Linked DNA regions of Mus musculus: all the other regions are linked to region 1. A link is a contact called in public Hi-C, HiChIP or PLAC-seq and promoter capture Hi-C data. All regions are on one chromosome and are shown on one strand. Each heading gives the region's core, a stretch centred on a gene start, on an enhancer-like site or on the middle of the called end of the contact. The rest is flanking DNA. Distances are from core to core; before and after follow the strand shown.

What was found. Promoter capture Hi-C pulls out the DNA fragments that hold promoters and counts their contacts. Hi-C and Micro-C count contacts between places; a contact is called where the count stands out from the background. HiChIP or PLAC-seq counts read pairs in DNA pulled down with a chosen protein or histone mark.
Region 2: a Hi-C map of B cells shows a contact between it and region 1, with 10 read pairs. The contact joins the promoter of Zkscan5 here to the promoter of Tecpr1 in region 1. A contact is called at or near these places in 1 of 39 promoter capture datasets (maxillary cranial neural crest), 1 of 484 Hi-C or Micro-C datasets (B cells), 1 of 115 datasets of contacts at active chromatin or transcription factors (memory CD8 T cells) and 1 of 9 other capture datasets (adipose tissue).
Region 3: a contact with region 1 is called in a FOXA1 HiChIP or PLAC-seq map of pancreatic cancer cells. The contact joins the promoter of Kdelr2 here to the promoter of Tecpr1 in region 1. A contact is called at or near these places in 1 of 39 promoter capture datasets (pre-B cells) and 3 of 115 datasets of contacts at active chromatin or transcription factors (double positive thymocytes, memory CD8 T cells and pancreatic cancer cells).
Region 4: a contact with region 1 is called in a promoter capture Hi-C map of pre-B cells, with 3 times the contacts expected there. The contact joins the promoter of Fam220a here to the promoter of Tecpr1 in region 1. A contact is called at or near these places in 3 of 39 promoter capture datasets (hippocampal neurons, liver and pre-B cells).
Region 5: a contact with region 1 is called in an H3K27ac HiChIP or PLAC-seq map of thymic regulatory T cells, with 3 times the contacts expected there. The contact joins the promoter of Cyth3 here to the promoter of Tecpr1 in region 1. A contact is called at or near these places in 1 of 484 Hi-C or Micro-C datasets (CD4 T cells) and 2 of 115 datasets of contacts at active chromatin or transcription factors (bone marrow-derived macrophages and thymic regulatory T cells).
Region 6: an H3K27ac HiChIP or PLAC-seq map of embryonic stem cells shows a contact between it and region 1, with 2.3 times the contacts expected there. The contact joins the promoter of Rac1 here to the promoter of Tecpr1 in region 1. A contact is called at or near these places in 3 of 39 promoter capture datasets (embryonic stem cells, liver and pre-B cells) and 2 of 115 datasets of contacts at active chromatin or transcription factors (embryonic stem cells and memory CD8 T cells).

The regions. Positions count from the first base shown.
Region 1 is chr5:144,222,233-144,224,932 of GRCm38.p6, reverse strand. Tecpr1 (tectonin beta-propeller repeat containing 1) reads left to right here and starts at 1,318. Exons shown (of 25, transcript NM_027410.2): 1 at 1,318-1,438.
Region 2 is chr5:145,203,267-145,205,966 of GRCm38.p6, reverse strand. Zkscan5 (zinc finger with KRAB and SCAN domains 5) reads right to left here and starts at 1,408. Exons shown (of 6, transcript NM_016683.2): 1 at 259-1,408. The coding sequence starts at 672. It also overlaps a transcript of Zkscan14 not described here.
Region 3 is chr5:143,402,527-143,405,226 of GRCm38.p6, reverse strand. Kdelr2 (KDEL (Lys-Asp-Glu-Leu) endoplasmic reticulum protein retention receptor 2) reads right to left here and starts at 1,407. Exons shown (of 5, transcript NM_025841.4): 1 at 1,175-1,407. The coding sequence starts at 1,265. It overlaps Gm20635 (a long non-coding RNA gene), which reads left to right and starts at 1,485. Exons shown (of 3, transcript XR_868670.2): 1 at 1,485-1,618.
Region 4 is chr5:143,547,414-143,550,113 of GRCm38.p6, reverse strand. It overlaps Fam220a (family with sequence similarity 220, member A), which reads right to left and starts at 1,394. Exons shown (of 2, transcript NM_133703.5): 1 at 980-1,394.
Region 5 is chr5:143,621,039-143,623,738 of GRCm38.p6, reverse strand. It overlaps Cyth3 (cytohesin 3), which reads right to left and starts at 1,292. Exons shown (of 13, transcript NM_011182.4): 1 at 1,066-1,292. The coding sequence starts at 1,099.
Region 6 is chr5:143,526,679-143,529,378 of GRCm38.p6, reverse strand. Rac1 (Rac family small GTPase 1) reads left to right here and starts at 1,386. Exons shown (of 6, transcript NM_009007.2): 1 at 1,386-1,616. The coding sequence starts at 1,582.

The DNA of each region.
Region 1 (2,700 bases), core at 69-2,568:
CTGAACTCAATTGAATATGGATTCTCGCTTCACAATAGAACTAGACAACCAATTCCAATAAGTTGTCCTCTGACCAAAGACAGAGAGACAGACACACATACACTAAATAAATGTTGTAAGGAGAGAAAAAAAAAAGACCCCCTAAAACTAACGAGGGGCTGGAGAGATGGCTCAGACATTAAGAACACCTGCTCTGCAGTGAGGACCAGAATCAGATCCAGCGTCCTCTTAACACACCAGGTGTCCCTGCAAATGACTTAACCTTAACCCCAAGGTGAGCAGAAACCAGGGGGTGTCAGGGGGTTGCTGGATTCCAGCCTAATGAAGACAGTAGGCAACCTTGCCTCAGAACAGGCAGAATAGCAGCAGAGAGCACCCGGTGGATGCCCTCTTCAGGCCTGTGTGGGTTATATACAGGTACACACACCCCTACACACAACACATACATCTGCTTATACTCTCACACATAAACAAATCAAAATCTAAAACACACTAATTAAAAAAAATAATACAGAATTTACCGGTGAGGTGGCTCAGTAGGTAAAGGCTGAGAAGCCTGAAGTACTGAGTTCGAACCCTGGGACCCACACGGTGGTAGGAAAAAAACCAACTTTAGAAAGCTGTCCTCTGATCTCTGCACCTAGCGCATTGCGCACGTGCACACAGGAACACACATACAAATAAATATTTTTTTAAAAACTAAAAAGTTAATAAGAGGCTAGAGAGATGGCTCAGCAGTTAAGAGCACTAACCCGGGGACCCGGTGTCAATACCCAGCATCCACATGGGAGCTCACAACTGTGACTCCAGTACCAGGGGATCTGACAACGTCACACGGACATGAATGCAGGCAAAAGAAGGCAAACTGCACAAGGCACATAAGAATAAATAAATCTTTAAACAAGAAATGAAGAATTAGAAATGACGACTATCCTTTCTTATGAAGGCTGGAAAACAGACTCCTGTGTCAACTAAAGAAATCCAACCCTGAAAAAACCTGACTCCGCTTCGGGAGCGGTGCAGGCCGGTGTAGACGAGAAGTGCTTCAGGCAAGAAGGAGGGACGTGCCGGAGAAGGTTGGAGCGCAGGAAGCAGGCATGTGAGGACGCGCTGGGACCCGCGGAGTCCTGAGAGGGGACGTAGCAACCCGCTCCTTTCCTCCCGACTAGCACAGAGCGCCGCTGGCTAGCGGGACCCGGCGCGACCTCGAGAGTGCGCACGCGCGCCACCCCGAGCCGGAGAAATTGCGGCTGAGCGCAGCAGCCAATCGTGAGCTTCCAGGCAGTTGCGTCACTCCGAATCTGGCCGATCAACGCTGAGTTGATTATTGCTTCCGGCCCGCCCTCTAGCCTGAGGCCGGGGGAGGGCCGGACTGTAGCTAAAACCGAGGAGTACAGAAGCCTCCGCTGGGAACCCGCCCCACCGGGCGTGGGCACAGGTAAGTGCGGCGCGATGTCCCCGTAACATCGGTGACAAGGGCCGTGGAGACTCCGATCGATGTTATTTGGGTGGCACAGAGCAGAGGTGCTCCCAGTTTTCCGATCCCTCTCCTCCATTGGCTGCGTTAACTGGGACGATCGAGGGAGGGAGAGGGGACTGTACTTGTGTTCTCTGCTGCACACCTACAGGGCACCACCCCTACCCCTGCTTTGGAACCCCTAAATGTCTGCTCGTGAACCCGCTTCATAGCATGACCCCCATTGCAGCCTTTGCAGCCTTAGGACTGCAGAGATTTGAAGACGCCGATCGCCGAGCCTGCATGATTTTAGAGAAATGGAACATCCAGGAGCCTGTCTGTAGCCTTTCTTCTCCCTTGACGTTGGGAGCAAATCTGCTTGCTTTAGGATTAGTGTAGGCAGATGGTCACAGCCCTACAGCTCCGACATATGCTCCTGGTGACAGTGCAGGGGACCCACCTGTCGCCCAAGTGCAGGAACTGGGATCAAAGCCAGGTCGCTTCCTGCCGGCTGGGGCTGGGCCCGACTCTATTTACTCTCCAGGAAGGGCCCCCACTCCCATACAAGCTCTGATATTTCCTGTCTTCTTTTTTAACCCTAACATCACCTTGGAGTGGTCCCTGCGCTTGGCAGCCAGGAAACAACTTTAATAGCCAGTGCACATCAGACAGGAGTGAGGGTGTAATAGAAAAACCAGAAGAAGTCTTGCAGCCTGAAGACAGATTCCGCAGAAGTAAACGTTTTGTGGCTTCTGTGTGCTGTGTTGTGGCCTCAAGAGCATCTACTGCCCACTGCTTGCTCTGCTTTTTGTTTGTTTGTTTGTTTGTTTGTTTGTTTTTATGTATATGAGTACACTGTAGCTGTACAGATGGTTGTGAGCCACCATGTGGTTGCTGGGATTTTGAATTCAGGACCTTCGGAAGAGCAGTCAGTGCTCTTAACCACTGAGCCATTTCTCCAGCCCTGTTTTCTTGTTGTTGCTGTTGTTTTTGTTTTTAATTTCTTTGTGTGTGCAGATGCACAAGCGGCTGTGGAAGTCAGAGGTCAACCTGCACCATCCACTTTGTTTTTTTAAAGCTGGGATTTCTCACTAGCCCGGGGCCCACTAATTAGGCTAGGCTAACCAACCAGGAAACCCCAGGGATCCATCCACCTCTTCAGCTCTAGGGTTATAAGCAAGTGCCATTGTGGCTCACTTACAAGTATTTTTACAGTTTAGTGTGTGTGTTTTGCGTGTGTGCGC
Region 2 (2,700 bases), core at 159-2,658, 980 kb before region 1:
ATTACATGTTGGGTACAGTGGCACACGCCTTTCATCCTAGCATTTGGAGGGGCGGGGCAGACACAGGTGGATCTCTGTGAGTTCGAGTCTACATAGAGATCTCTGGTCTACATAGTGAAATCCAGAACACCCAAGGATACATAGTGGGGCTGTCTCAAAAACAACAGCAAAGCCAGAATATGAACGACTGAAGCACCACAGGGCTAAGACTGCATGGCAGCTCCTTCCTCACTGTCCCCGTTTCCTCTTGCAACGCACCTGTTGTCTGCGCTCCTCCAGCTCTCTCTGGATACTCTCTATCACAGCCACGGCTTCTTCCCCACTCTCGGGGTGATGCTCTCTCACCCAGGCCTGAAACTCTTCAGGCAGGATGGTGAGGAACTGCTCCAGCACCAGCAGCTCCAGGATCTGCTCTTTGGTGTGCAGCTCCGGCCTCAGCCACTCACAACAGAGAACCCGGAGCTGGCTGAGAGCATCGCGGGGTCCTGCTGCCTCATGGTACTGGAAGTGCTTGAAGCGCTGGTAAAAAGTCTCAAGCACTGGCCGGTTGTATCCCTGCATCCAGGAGCAGTCCTCTTCTTCTACTTTCACTATGAGAAGGTCTGCTTGCTCTTGCGAAGTCTCAGCGGGAGGCTCTAAGTGTATAACTGCCCTGGATTCTGTCATTATCATTCCAACTGAAGAGTCTCTAGACTCTAGCCCGTTACACTAACCCGATTTGTTCTCTGCTCTTCTAAAGGGCACTTTTTGTAGTGAACAACCTTACTGGAATGTCTGGAATTATTATTAGCTAAGAGAGGTGGCAACGACGTCATCTAGACTAAAGAAAAACCACTCAACAAAGTCATTCACTTTAAGATATAGAGAAGTTAGTCATCACTTCTCCCATAAAACAGCTAATAGCGACTACGTCCAGATTTTAATAACGTAAAAAAAAAAAAGGCCATTAAAAAGTGACATCAGGCCCAACTTAAAACAGTTTTAAAAATGAGAAAGTCCATATCTCATATAAATAACGGGACAAAATTATTCCAGACGGAGTCGTTTCTTCTCTCGATCATAAGCCAAACTGAAGTCAGTATAGGAATGAAACCCATTAAAATGGTCATATCTCATTCTGGCTTTCAAGCCATAAGAGCTTGATAGATAAACGAAAGACTTCATTAGTTCTATGAGAAGTACGGTTATACTAAAAAATTTGGACCTGGATTCTTTGTAATAGCTCCTGACCTGGAGACAGAGACCAGCCGGGTCAAGGTTAGGGACAGGACTCCAGTGTGGACACAATGTCCTACCAGCTCCTCTCCAGTCTTTAAGTCCCGGGGACCCAAAGATCAAACTCCCCGCAGCCCAGGCTTGGAAGATGGAGTTCTCACAAGCCAAGAGAGAGGCAAGTCCGACACTTTCCAACAGTTCATCGCCGGAAGTAACCAAGTACGAGCTTCAGCCATAAATCCCACCCCCAAGAGCGCTTCCGCAGCCTCTCTAGGAATCCCGGAGGTCCTAGCAGCACAGCGGGAAGGAGGAGCTACTCCTGAGCCCGCCCCCTTGTGGAGCTGACCAATCAGTCACCCTCAAGCAAGAGGCTACAAGAGCCTGGGGAAAATAGAGCTAATCTATTTCCCACCCCCAAAACCAGAGCATGGGCTTAGCTCAAGGGTAGGAATCTAGGGGGCCGGTCGGGGAAAACAAACAAACAAAATAGGTCCACCCTCTCTCTCCTCTGATTGGTCGAGCACAGCCTCACCCACCCACCCACCGCAGCACTCTGGAATTGAAGTAGGTCTGCACCATCCTGGCCACTTTTCTAAACACGCAAAGATTCTTTATTGCCCTAGAGTGGCTGAGGCTCTCGGGACTACATCTCCCAAGGAGCTGCGCGCGAAGTCTAGCCAATATGGCTGTGGCTCTCTGTCTCCAGGGCTTATTAATATGCTGCCGGGGAGGCAGACCTGACTGGCTCCGTGATAGAGGCTCTTACTGCCAAGCCTGATGACATGAGCTGATCCCTGGACTTGAGACATCCAAAAATTGTCCTTTGACTTCCACAGCTCTCCATGTAAGCCCCTTCCCCGCAGGCATTAGGTAATTTTTTAATGTTAAAGGGCATCAGGGTGTCTAGTCCGAAAGTTATATCAATTAATTGTTCGTATTTTTTTTCTATTGCTTCTGCACTTGACTAGCTTTTGAAAAACAAAACAAGCCGCGCGGTGGTGGCGCACGCCTTTAATCCCAGCACTTGGGAGGCAGAGGCAGGTGGATTTCTGAGTTCAAGGCCAGCCTGGTCTACAAAGTGAGTTCCAGGACAGGCAGGGCTACACAGAGAAACCCTGTCAAGAAAGGAAGGAAGGAAGGAAGGAAGGAAGGAAGGAAGGGAGGAAGGAAGGAAGGAAGGAAGGAAGGAAGGAAGGAAGGAAGGGAAAGAAAGAGACAAAACGAATGCAGCAGAGGGAAGAAAGAGAGAGAAAAAGGAAGAAAAAAAGAGAAAAACAAAACAAACAAAACGAATGCAGCAGAGGGAAAAAAGCGCCTGTTGCTGTATCGGCTGAAAAGCTGAAAGATGCGCCCAGAGCATGGCAGCCAGGCGGCTGGGGAGAAACAATAGTTTGAAGACAGAAGTTTTGCTTAAAGCCTGTTACCCTAAATTGTAAATCCCATTTTAAATTATCTACCCCTCTCTTGAGGCGTTTTCATCATTTT
Region 3 (2,700 bases), core at 158-2,657, 820 kb after region 1:
TGCTGTCTCTGAAAAAAATTAAATTTGAGTTTACAAAGTTATTTCATTTGGGGACATAGCATTAAGGACAGTATTTTAAGAATATATTTATTTAATCAATCAATTAATTAATGGGTTTTTGGGGAGCAGGGGGTGTTTTTGGAGACAGGACCAGCATGTAGTCCATTCTCATTTTGAATTCCTGAACCTCAGGTTACCACCTCTCGAGTGCTGGGATTACAGGCAAGCACCATCACACTCACCAAGAACTTATCTAAAACTTGTAAGATTCCTAATATTTAACGAAAGGCAGAAGTCCACAGCTATTATGTGAGGAAAGTTCACTCTACTGCCTCTCTGCAATGTAGTTTGAGGGAGGTACAGCGCCAACTCAATGGTGACGTGGAGCAAGGATACTAGCCGAGAACAGAGGCCTCTGTGGTACCCAGCGCTGGCAGTTTAAGAGAACCAGTTATTAGACGGCCACACTCAAGGATGAAAAACTAGCTTGCTTCTCAGAGTAACATGAAAACTATGCCAAGCAACTCACTTAAAAGATCCACATCTCTTTTTATGACGCATGAGATCCCGAACCCCAAGGCTTGAGTTGTAGCCTCATCAACTGTAAGCACAGGCCAGACCTGACACCATCCTGCCCCCACATCCCATCCTCTGCTTGTCCTTGAAGATAACAGAATGAATAGCAGGATGCCCCTCTTCCTCCAGCCAGCCCCACCTTCGCGGGTGGCCTGGCTGCCACGTCAGGCCCAGCTAGTCTGTGGTCCTATCCATCCTCCTCGAGCAAGTCTCCCATTGATTCCTGGGGACTCAGAGGCGCCCCCCAAAAGTCCCATGGAGAGGGACACGCCCACTAGAGCCCCACAGATCCCGTGCTAAACTTTTCAGATGCAGCAGGACGCGGGGGCAGTTACGCCAGCGCTCGCTGAGCCAGGACGGATCAAGTTCGCGAGCGGACCAAGCGCAGAACTGGGGGGCCCAGAGCTGCGACGGACACCCCAGCCCGTGTGCACACTCGGAGGGGTTTCGTTGCCCGCCGAGCAGGCCGAGATGGGTGTGTCTGGCCATCGCAAGCCCGGCACAAAGCCTCCGGAACGACCGAGAGCCGAATGGGTCGGTCGAATGGGCCAAACGCGCGCGCTCCTGCCCCGCGCGCCTCGCCCCGGCGGCCGCTCACCAGCACAGGAGCGCGTCTTCCAGATCTTCAGCAGTAGGATGACGATGGCCGCCAGGTGGGACAGGTCCCCAGTCAGCCGGAAGATGTTCATGGCGGCGGCGGTCGGCGCGGCACAGCGGCACCGGAGCTAGGCAGCGACTCGGGACGCGGCGACAGCAGCCCCGGAGAGAGGAAGCGGCGAAAGATGGCGGGAGCGGGCGCGACGTGGCCAGGGACGTGGCCGAACTGCCGTCGCGCGCGCGGGGCAGCCTGGGAGAGCGGGCGACCGCTGGGGCCACGCCCCCGCCACGCCCCTTAAAGGCCCAGCGTCGGTGAGCAGCCGGACTTTACATCCCGCGTGGACGGTCAACTGAGGACCCAGAGTCCTCCGCAATTTCCGTCTCCAGGGTTTCCGCCTAGGTGCCAGCGATTTCCTTCTCTAAGTTTTTGAAATGCCACTCAGTTGTGAGTATTGTCTTGTTTTTTTTTCCATTCCCTACTAAGATAGCAGAAATACCTATCTCAGAGGCATTGCGAGGGTAGAAAGCAAGATTAAAATTTCTGTGATTAAGAACTCCAGCTTCTCTTGTATAGGACCGAAGTTCGATGCCCAGCTCCTAACCTCGGGGAGCTTACATCACCTTTAACACCAACTCCAGGGAATTCATTGCTTCTGGCCTTTGAGAGCACCTGCACGCCCATGCACACACCCACACACAAACTAACACACACATTTTAAATAATAATAAAAATAAGTCATAAGAAATCTGTCAAAATCTATTAATTTTTATTTAAAATTACATTAAAATTTTGTATTAGGGATGGAGAGCTGGCCCAGTGGATAAGAGCAATTGCTGTTCTTCTAATAGACCTGATTTCGAGTCCCAGCACCCACAACTGCAGACTCACAACAGCCTGGAACTCCAGTTCTATCTGACACCTCTCACCTCTGAGGGTGCCTTCATGTGTGTGCGCGCGCACACACACACACACACACACACACACCCCTGAAACAATAAAAATAAAAATAAAAATTTATTTGTGGACTGTGTGGGCACATCCAGTCAGGCCCAGTTCTCTCCTTCCATCTTGTTGGTTCCTGGGACTAGGCTCAAATCTCCAGGCTTGGTGACAAGCCCCTTTAGCCGCTGAGCAACCCCACCACTTCTTTTTCTTTCCTCTCCCTCCTCTTCCTCTTCTTTCTTTTTGCTTTTATATGTCTGTTCACACGTGTGTGTGCACATGTGTAGGCTGTGAGGCCAGCTATTTCTAGGACCTTCTAGATCCTGTTACACCTTATATATTGAAGCAAGGCATCACACTTGAACCCAGAGCTTGCTGATTTGGCTAGTCTAGCAGGCCAGCTTGCCGAAGGGATCCCCTGTCTCTATCTCCCAGGCTTCAACACAGCCTAGCATTTATGTGGGTGCTGGAGATCTGGGCTGTGTTTCTCGCAGACATGTGTCAGCAATCTTTCTGGATTTACAGTGTTTCTTGTTTGCCATTTAAGAAGAAACTTGGAGGCTTAAATGATGGAGCAGGGTGGG
Region 4 (2,700 bases), core at 145-2,644, 670 kb after region 1:
TCCTTTTAACCAATTTTGATCAACATATTTGGCTTCCGATTTCATGTGGTCTGTGTCATGGACCATTTACACACACCAAGTCCATTACACTCCAACTTGACCCAACTGCAGAAAAACTAGGTAGCACTATACTGAACTGGCGCCTCTGCACACCAGGGAACAACATAAGCACAGTAAGGCTGGGGTTAGGGCTGGCAAACCAATGCACCCACCGGGTTCATTTCCAGAACCACAAAAAACCAAAAACAAAACAAAAACAACAACAAAAAACCTCTGTCAGATTACATGCTTCCCAGGGGTGGAGCCAAGTCCTTCCTTCCAACACAGCCTGTGACACTCCAAGGTGTGTAAACAGAATCCAAGTTCACTATGCAGCCTTTCTTACATTTTGAGACAGAACACTCAGGTCCGTAAGACCTCTCCGCTAGAAAAAAAAGCATTTTGTAAATTCAAGATAGAGAAATGTCAGTCATTTTCAGCAAATGAGGCCTCCAGAATGCTGATGCAGGCATGCTGTTAGTCCACGTCTAAACTGTTGCAGGCCTCTAAATCTGTTTTCCCTCTTTCTCTCTCATCTTCATCCCTATCGCCATTTCTAATCCCTGGTCAGAAGATACCGAAAACATTGGTCAAGACACCATTAACTTTCAACCTACAGTACAAGGATAATATAATATACCGTCACAAAGTTTGGGGAACCAGAATTCACAAAGGAACTCGCAGCTACAGGATCGCCAACAATTTGTCATTTTTGAGGACAAAGCGTCCTAAGGGACCTTCCTGTCATCTTTCCTTGGACCCCACCCCCAGATGTGGGAACCTACCTTCTGAAGCATCCTCTATGCAGAGTAGGGTAACGGGGGTGGGAGGGACGCGGTGTTTGGTTCACACTCAGCCTCAGGCTGATAGCATGAGCCCCTTAGCACCTGCATCCCGCCGAGCCAGGTGGGCAGGGATGCGGAGGGCGCGGCTCACCTACCTGCAGGCGCACGTTGAGCATCATGGAAGCCACGATGTAGAGGTAAGGAAAGTTGATGCGCAGCCGCCAAGCCAAGTCAAAGAAGATGAGCAGCGTGCGGGTCAGCCCCTTGCAGAAGACCCCATAGGAGCGGGCGGCGGCCGAGCGCGACAGCCGGACAGCCAGACCCGACAGAGCCGTCGCCATATAGAGATCCGCGGCGCCCCCACTGCCCGCCCGCCCTCCCTCTCCGCGCCCCGTCGCCCAAGGCCTCCTCTCCCGGGCCGCTGCTCAGCGCTCAGCGATCTCAGGGAGCAAGGGAGACCGCGGCGAGGCCGGCAGGAGGGCGGGCCGCGGGGGAGCCGAGTCTGCGCGTCACTCTCCGGAGGCGACTCCACCAGCTACCACCTGGATTCCCGGCCGGGCCGCGCGGCCTGACGTCACAAAGCCGGCCCGCGCCTGCGCAGGCAGCAGACTCCGCCTCCCGCCCCGCCCCGGGCCGCCCCGCCCCTCGGGCGGCTTTCCTGCAAGTGAAGTGCGCATGAGTTGGAGACTAGGGTTGGCTGCGTTGCATCTGGCGTCCTCTAATGGTGAAGAGTTGAGAATAACGACACAGGGAAAGTGGCGTGGTGGCGCTAGCCTGTTAATATTCCAGCACTCAAGAGACTGAAGCAGGAAAAACATGAACTCAAGGCTGGCTGCTCCTCCAGAGGACCCTCAGTTCAGTTTCCCGTACCCACACTAGGTGGCTCAAAATCCACCTGTAGCTGGCTCCAGGAGAGCCAATATCTGACCTTCCTGGGCATCTGCACTCATTCGCACACACACCACATCCAAATAAAAATCAATCTTTAAAATATAACAGAAAAGAGATGATGCCTGGGTATGGCCACAGGTACTTTATAACACACATATTCCTAAAAATGGTTACAGTGAGACCAGCAAAATGGTGAAGTAGGTAAAATGCACTTCCCATTGCTCCAGAGGATCTGAGTTCAATTCCTGAGACCCTCATGGTGGAAGAACACAAGTGACTCTAGGGTGTTGCCTTCTATGCTGCTCATTTATTTTTGTTAACGTGACACAAGATAGACCAGCAGTTCTCAACCAGTGGGTCGCGACCTCTCTGGAGACCGAACGATCCTTTCACAGTGGTTAGCCTAAGACCACCTGTATATCAGATATTTACATTACGATTCGTAAAATTAGCAAAACTAAAGTTATAAAGTCGTTGTGAAATAATTTTATGGTTGGTGGTCACCACACGAAGAACTGTATTAAGGGGGTCGCGCATTGGAAGGCTGAGAACCTCGTCTAGAGTTATCTAATTCCTAGAGTTATGCTGGAAAAAGGAACCTCAATTGAAAAACTGCCTCCATCAGGTTGACCTGTAAGCGATTCTGTACGGCATCTTCTTGTTTGGTGATGGGTGTGAGAGGGTCCAGGCCATAAAGGGTGATATCAACTCAGCAGCAGCCTCCTGAAACTGGAATAGCAACAGGTTAGCGCTGCCACGCCACGTTCCCTGTTATCCTCAGCTTCACCATTAGAGGGCGCCAGGACGCAACGCAGCAACCCCACTCTACGACTCACACATGTAAGAAAACAAGGTAAACCTGGTGGTCCGTGGTGGTGATGGTGCATGCTTTTAACCCCAGTACTCAGTAGACAGAGGCAGGCAGATCTCTGTGAGTTCGAGGTCAGTCCAGTTTTTAGACTGAGATCCAGAACAGCCAAAGCTA
Region 5 (2,700 bases), core at 43-2,542, 600 kb after region 1:
TACATTATTAACCCTTTGCTTACTTCAAGTAAAGTCCCACTCCACAAACGGTGACTCTTGATGTTTTGGGAAACCAAATTCATGAAATGACACAACAGGAATCTGTACTCCGTTGAGTAATTTGCAACCGGCTCATTTGCAGCAGGGTGGAACTCAAAGTCAGGCACATACATACAGCCTGAGCAACACGGAGAACTGATAGCCCACCTCTGGAAGGGTGTCTGTCACAGGCACCTGTCCAGGAGTCTAACAGTCTCGCTGCTGTGGCTCCCGCATCCCACCCTCGGCTTTAAAGGAATCCCACCTGACCCCTTTAATTTCTTAATTATATTTTCCATTTGGTGGTGTTGGGGATCAAACTCAGCGTCCTGGGCATGCTAGACAATGATTCTATCATTTGTGCTATTTGGCCCCCTTTTTATTTTTACACCCGACCCCTTCTCTGTAGCATTTTTTCTTTTCTATTTGATAAAAAAATGCATACTCAGACCTGGACTGGAGCTGCCTGCCCCTCATGTCCTTTAAGCCATTCCCAATGAGTACTTCTGATCTAAAAATCAGAGACGTGGTCATGACTTCCAACCTTCCTCCTCTCCCCCGACCGATCCACCCCACCCTCCGGGCCCTCCGAGTCCTCCAAATTGAAAACTTTCCCCTCCCCATCCAGGAGCTCCCAAGCTCCAGACACCTGAGGAGAGCTGAAAAGGAGAGGGGCCCGTCCGAAACAGCTGGGCTAGGGAGGGCGTGGACGCCCTTGGCAATGAGACGCTGGGAAGGTCGCCCCGCAGAGTGGCCCCATCTCAGAAAGGCGACCTGGAGCTGTGCTGCGGAGACCCCGGCCTCGAACCCGCGACCCGCGACCGCGCTGGGCGACGACCCCGCGGTCTCCGACATGTCCTCTCACCAGGGCAGCGAAGCCCGAGTCCCCGCCTTACCCCGCGCACCTCCCCACGGTCGCCGCCACCCCACCCGACACCCGGCCCCACGTCTCAAGCCTGGGCTCTCAACAGCGCGACCCTCGGCCTCAGGGCCGCCCAGAGAGCCGGCCACACCTCCATCACTCACCGCTGCCGCCCTCACCGCCACCGCCTTCGTCCATTTTGAGGCCACTCCCCGCCAGCCGGCGAGCCCGGAGCCGGCGGGAGCGACTGGGCTGAACGCCGGGACTAAGAGAAGTGGTCGCGGGGAGAACCGGAGAGCTCCTCAGCGAGCGCGGCCCGGGTCGCGGCCGGGCCTCCACGGAGGGCCGGGCGGAGCCTCACTGCTCCGGCGCCATCACGTGACACAAAACCACGCCTCCCCTGTCGGTGTGGGCGGAGCCTAGACGCCGAGCGGTCCCGCCCACCAGACTCCGCCCGGCCTTGCAGTAGCTGCAGTAGCTGCTTAGCTAGGAGACTTGGATCCTGCAGCGCAGCACTCTCCCTCGAACCTCCTGTCTGCCCCTCTAGAGCATCCTGGAGAGGAAGCCGGGTCTATCAGGAGCACGAGGACGCCCTGCTCTACAAAACCTGATGGCTAAGGGCTGCGACTCGCAAATGCATAGAGTAGGGAGTGAGAAACTATCTGAAAAGGAAGGCTGATGATTGGCTCAAGTGGCCCCCACTTAAAGGCAGAAGGAAAGAACTGACTATAAAGTTTTACTGTGACCGCAGCATGCGTGGGCGTCCACACATGACATACACACAGTAATAATTGTGTGGGGATGTAGTTCTGTTGTTAAGAGCACTCGCTGCTCTTGAAGAGAATCAGAGTTTGGTTCTCAGCACCCACAGAACCCTTGTAACTATGACTACAAAAAGGATCCAATACTTCCGGCCTCCAAGGGCACCTGCACTCATATGACGGTTATCTGGCACACTCTTACCTCCACCCACATCAGGCATGCTTGTAGTGCACACATATATGTGCGGGCAAAACACTGATACACACAAAATAAAATTTTAAAAAAACTTTTTGAGATAGGGTTTCTCTGCATAGCCATCAATGTCATGGAACTCTTTCTCTGTAGACCAGGCTGACCTTGAACTCAGAGATCTTCCTGCCTTTGACTCCTGAATGCTGGAGCTAAAAGGATGAGCCACCATGCCCAGCTAAATAAATCTTTTTTTAAGTGTTTATTTTAAAAATAATAAAAACTGGGTGCGGTGGCGAATACCTTTGACCACAGCAAGCCAATCTCAACAGAATCTTAGTGGGTTTAGTCTGCTTAGTGAGTTCCAAGTTAGCCAGGGCTACCTAGTGAGTCTCTGTCTGAAGTCATCATCATCATCATCTGAAAACGAGCCCATGAGAAGACTCTCCCCACCCCCACCTCCTCCCTTCTTTACCCTCAGAATGTTAGGGTAATTCCAGCCTTTTATCTTTTGGGTGTATAATAATAATGGAGTCTCATTTTTCCTGCGGATTGGATGCATTTTAGAATTAACAAAGTATTAGGTTGGTAAATGAATATAGTGATGCTGTTGAACCCTAACCCCAGTCCGGCACAGCTGGGGCTCGGCTCTCAGAAAGCATTAGTACAGGGGTTGGCCAGTCTGGCGTCAGATGCCCGTGCAGTTGAGCGTTAGTCTCCCTTGGCTTGCTGCCAGCTGCCCTGGATTTATGATGCAGTAGGAGCTCTGAATTCAATTTCCCGTGGGCACAGCCCAGGGCTGGGCAGACGGACTCAGTACTCCCCTGTTCCAAATCTATGGCTCGATT
Region 6 (2,700 bases), core at 137-2,636, 700 kb after region 1:
GCTGGGAACCTAACTCCAGTCTACTGGAAGAGCAGCTTGGCCTCTTAAGCTCCAGGAGGAGGGAACTTGCCAGGCAAGTGTGAGGAACAGAGCTCCAATCCAGAAACTAGTATACTAGGAGGGTACGGTGACTCACCTGTAACTCCGGAAGATAAAGATGGGATCTCCAGGGCAAGCTGGTTGGCTAGATTAACTGGAATTGGCCAGTTTTGTGTTCAATGAGAGATCTTACTTCAATATATATAAGGTGAACAGCAACTGAATACACCCAGTGTCAACCTTGGTCTTCTATACACATGTGCACCACACATGTGCCCACACATGAAAACATGCACACACACACACACCACAGATAACCAAAAATATCTTTAATGTTCTTGTCTTCTAATAGGCTACCTTATTTGTGAATGAATTATATGCTTACCCTATCATATCAGCAATCTTTAAAAGAATTCTTCTGACCTTTATCCTTCTGTTTATTATTTTAATGGTATGTATGTTTTTTTTTCCTTATATTTTTGTTTATTTAGTGCTCCCTCCCCACCCCCCACCCCTATTGAGAAAGTCTCATGGTAGGTCAGGTTAACGCTGGACGCTACATAGCCAGAGGTCAAACTTCAGATGTTTCTGCTACCTCCAGTCCAGAGCTGGGATTCCAGGTATGCACTACCTGATATATACCACATCTGTTTCATACCGTCGTGAGGTTCAATCCTAGGGTTTCATATCTGTATCTGCTCGGGGAAGCACTCTACCAATTGAGTTGCATATCCAGAGGTTGGACTTGAGGTTGATCCCCAGGATTCTACTGCTTCCGCCCACCAAGTGCTGGGATTACAGGTGAGCCACCAGGGCAGGCTGTGATGTGCTAGGGATGGAGCCCCAGGCTGTACATGCCGGCAAACATTCTGACTTGGCTACATCCCTAGCAGTTTCTTTTTTGAGACTGGATCTCACTGTGGCACGAGCTATACAGAATTTTCTAGCAGGATCTTACGCTACAGCATACTGTAGTTATCACATAACAAGGGGGCTCAGGAATCTCTCCATGGAGTTGGCACAAGTAGGTTGCGAGCGAACGGGACCCTACCACTGACCCGAACCCGTAACCCCAGGATTCAGAGGGCTTCCTAAACCTGGTCACAACCGGGACGCTTTAGCGTGCCAAGATGGCGGCCGCCCCGCCCCGCGGCCGCCGAGCCCGTTCTCCGGCTGGAGCCGACTGTTGCCGAGCTTTCCCGAAAGCCCGTGGAAGCCAGGAACGGCGCGGGCGGGCGCGCGGGCGGGCGGGAGCGGCCCCGCCCGGAGCCTGGGAGCTGCGTCGACGGCACCGAGGGGGAGGGGAGGCCGGATGTGAGTGGAGCGGCCATTTCCTGTTTCTCTGCAGTTTTCCCCAGCTTTGGGTGGTGGCTGCTGCTGCGCTTCGCCTTCCCGTGCGCTGAGGGCCCGGCGGCGTGGACAGCAGTCCCGGCACTCGGCGCCCCGCCGCCCGCAGCCTCGCCCAGCGCTTCCCGAGCCCGCCGCTTCGCGCCTCAGCCACCGGCCGCCGCCGCCGCCGCCGCGGCCCACCGAGCGGCCCAGATGCAGGCCATCAAGTGTGTGGTGGTGGGAGACGGGTGAGTGCACGGCCGCGCCTGGCGCTCCGGACCCGGTGCCGCGCGCAGCGCCATCGGGGGCCCCCGCAGGCCCGAAAAGCCTCGAGCTGGCGTAGAGCGCGCGCCCGGCCTTCTGGGGGGCGCGAGCCTCCCACCCTCCCGGGCCTGGTTCCGGATTCTGGTTGGGGGAGGGCCTGGGCGAGCCGGCCGGAGGGAAAAGTGAACTCCACCCTCCTGCCTTCTTCCCGGGCCGGACGCCGCCCGTCGCCCTACTCGACTTGGCACGTAGGCGAGGCTGGTTTGAAGAATTTTTCTTGAAACATTTTTAAAAAAAATTTTTGTCTTTTGAGAAAGGGACGTATAGTTTCTTCATTTACTCAGGGTACCCCCTCGCACCCCCCCCCCCGAGAACTGGGATAGGTAACGGCCTCCAAGTCGGCCGGCCCTGGTCGATGCATGTTTGCACCAGTCACTTGGGTGACCTGGAACTTGGGAAAGGGCTCGGTTGCTTCGACTTGACAGGGTGTTTATAAAAATATTCATTTTCACACTTACGCCGAGAAAGTTACTGGGATGCTAGCTGAAGGAGTGTGATGAAGACTGTCCATTGAACGAAGTGTGGTTATTAAAAACAAACAAACCTTCTCTGAAGGCATTAGATATGGATGTAGCAGATCCAGCTCCCTGTGACTCGAGGCAATTCTTTTCGTGATTGACCGTGATGGTTTCAGGCCCTTGAGGGAGACAAGACTGGTCTTATGCAGTCCGTCCCGTTCCCCCCACCCCTTCGGTAGAAACAAGAATCTCAGTGTAATCGGAGCAAAATCGCGCGTCTCAGCGTAGCTTGTGTAGGTTCGTGTTAACGAGGAAGCTTGGAGATTTACCACCCGTTTCCTCAAACGCAGAGTGCAACTGGTCCACTTTCTAGTTCAGTCGAGTACGTTGCCAAACTTGCTTAATGCCTTCCACACTTGCAGTGAGCACTCGCCGCCCATGGGTTTATGAGCCCGTGGATTTATGAGCGATTGTTCAGCGTATTTACAGAACTCTACATTAGACTTTGGGATCGTCCCTGTAACTAAGTCAGCCAGACGGTCAGAGAACT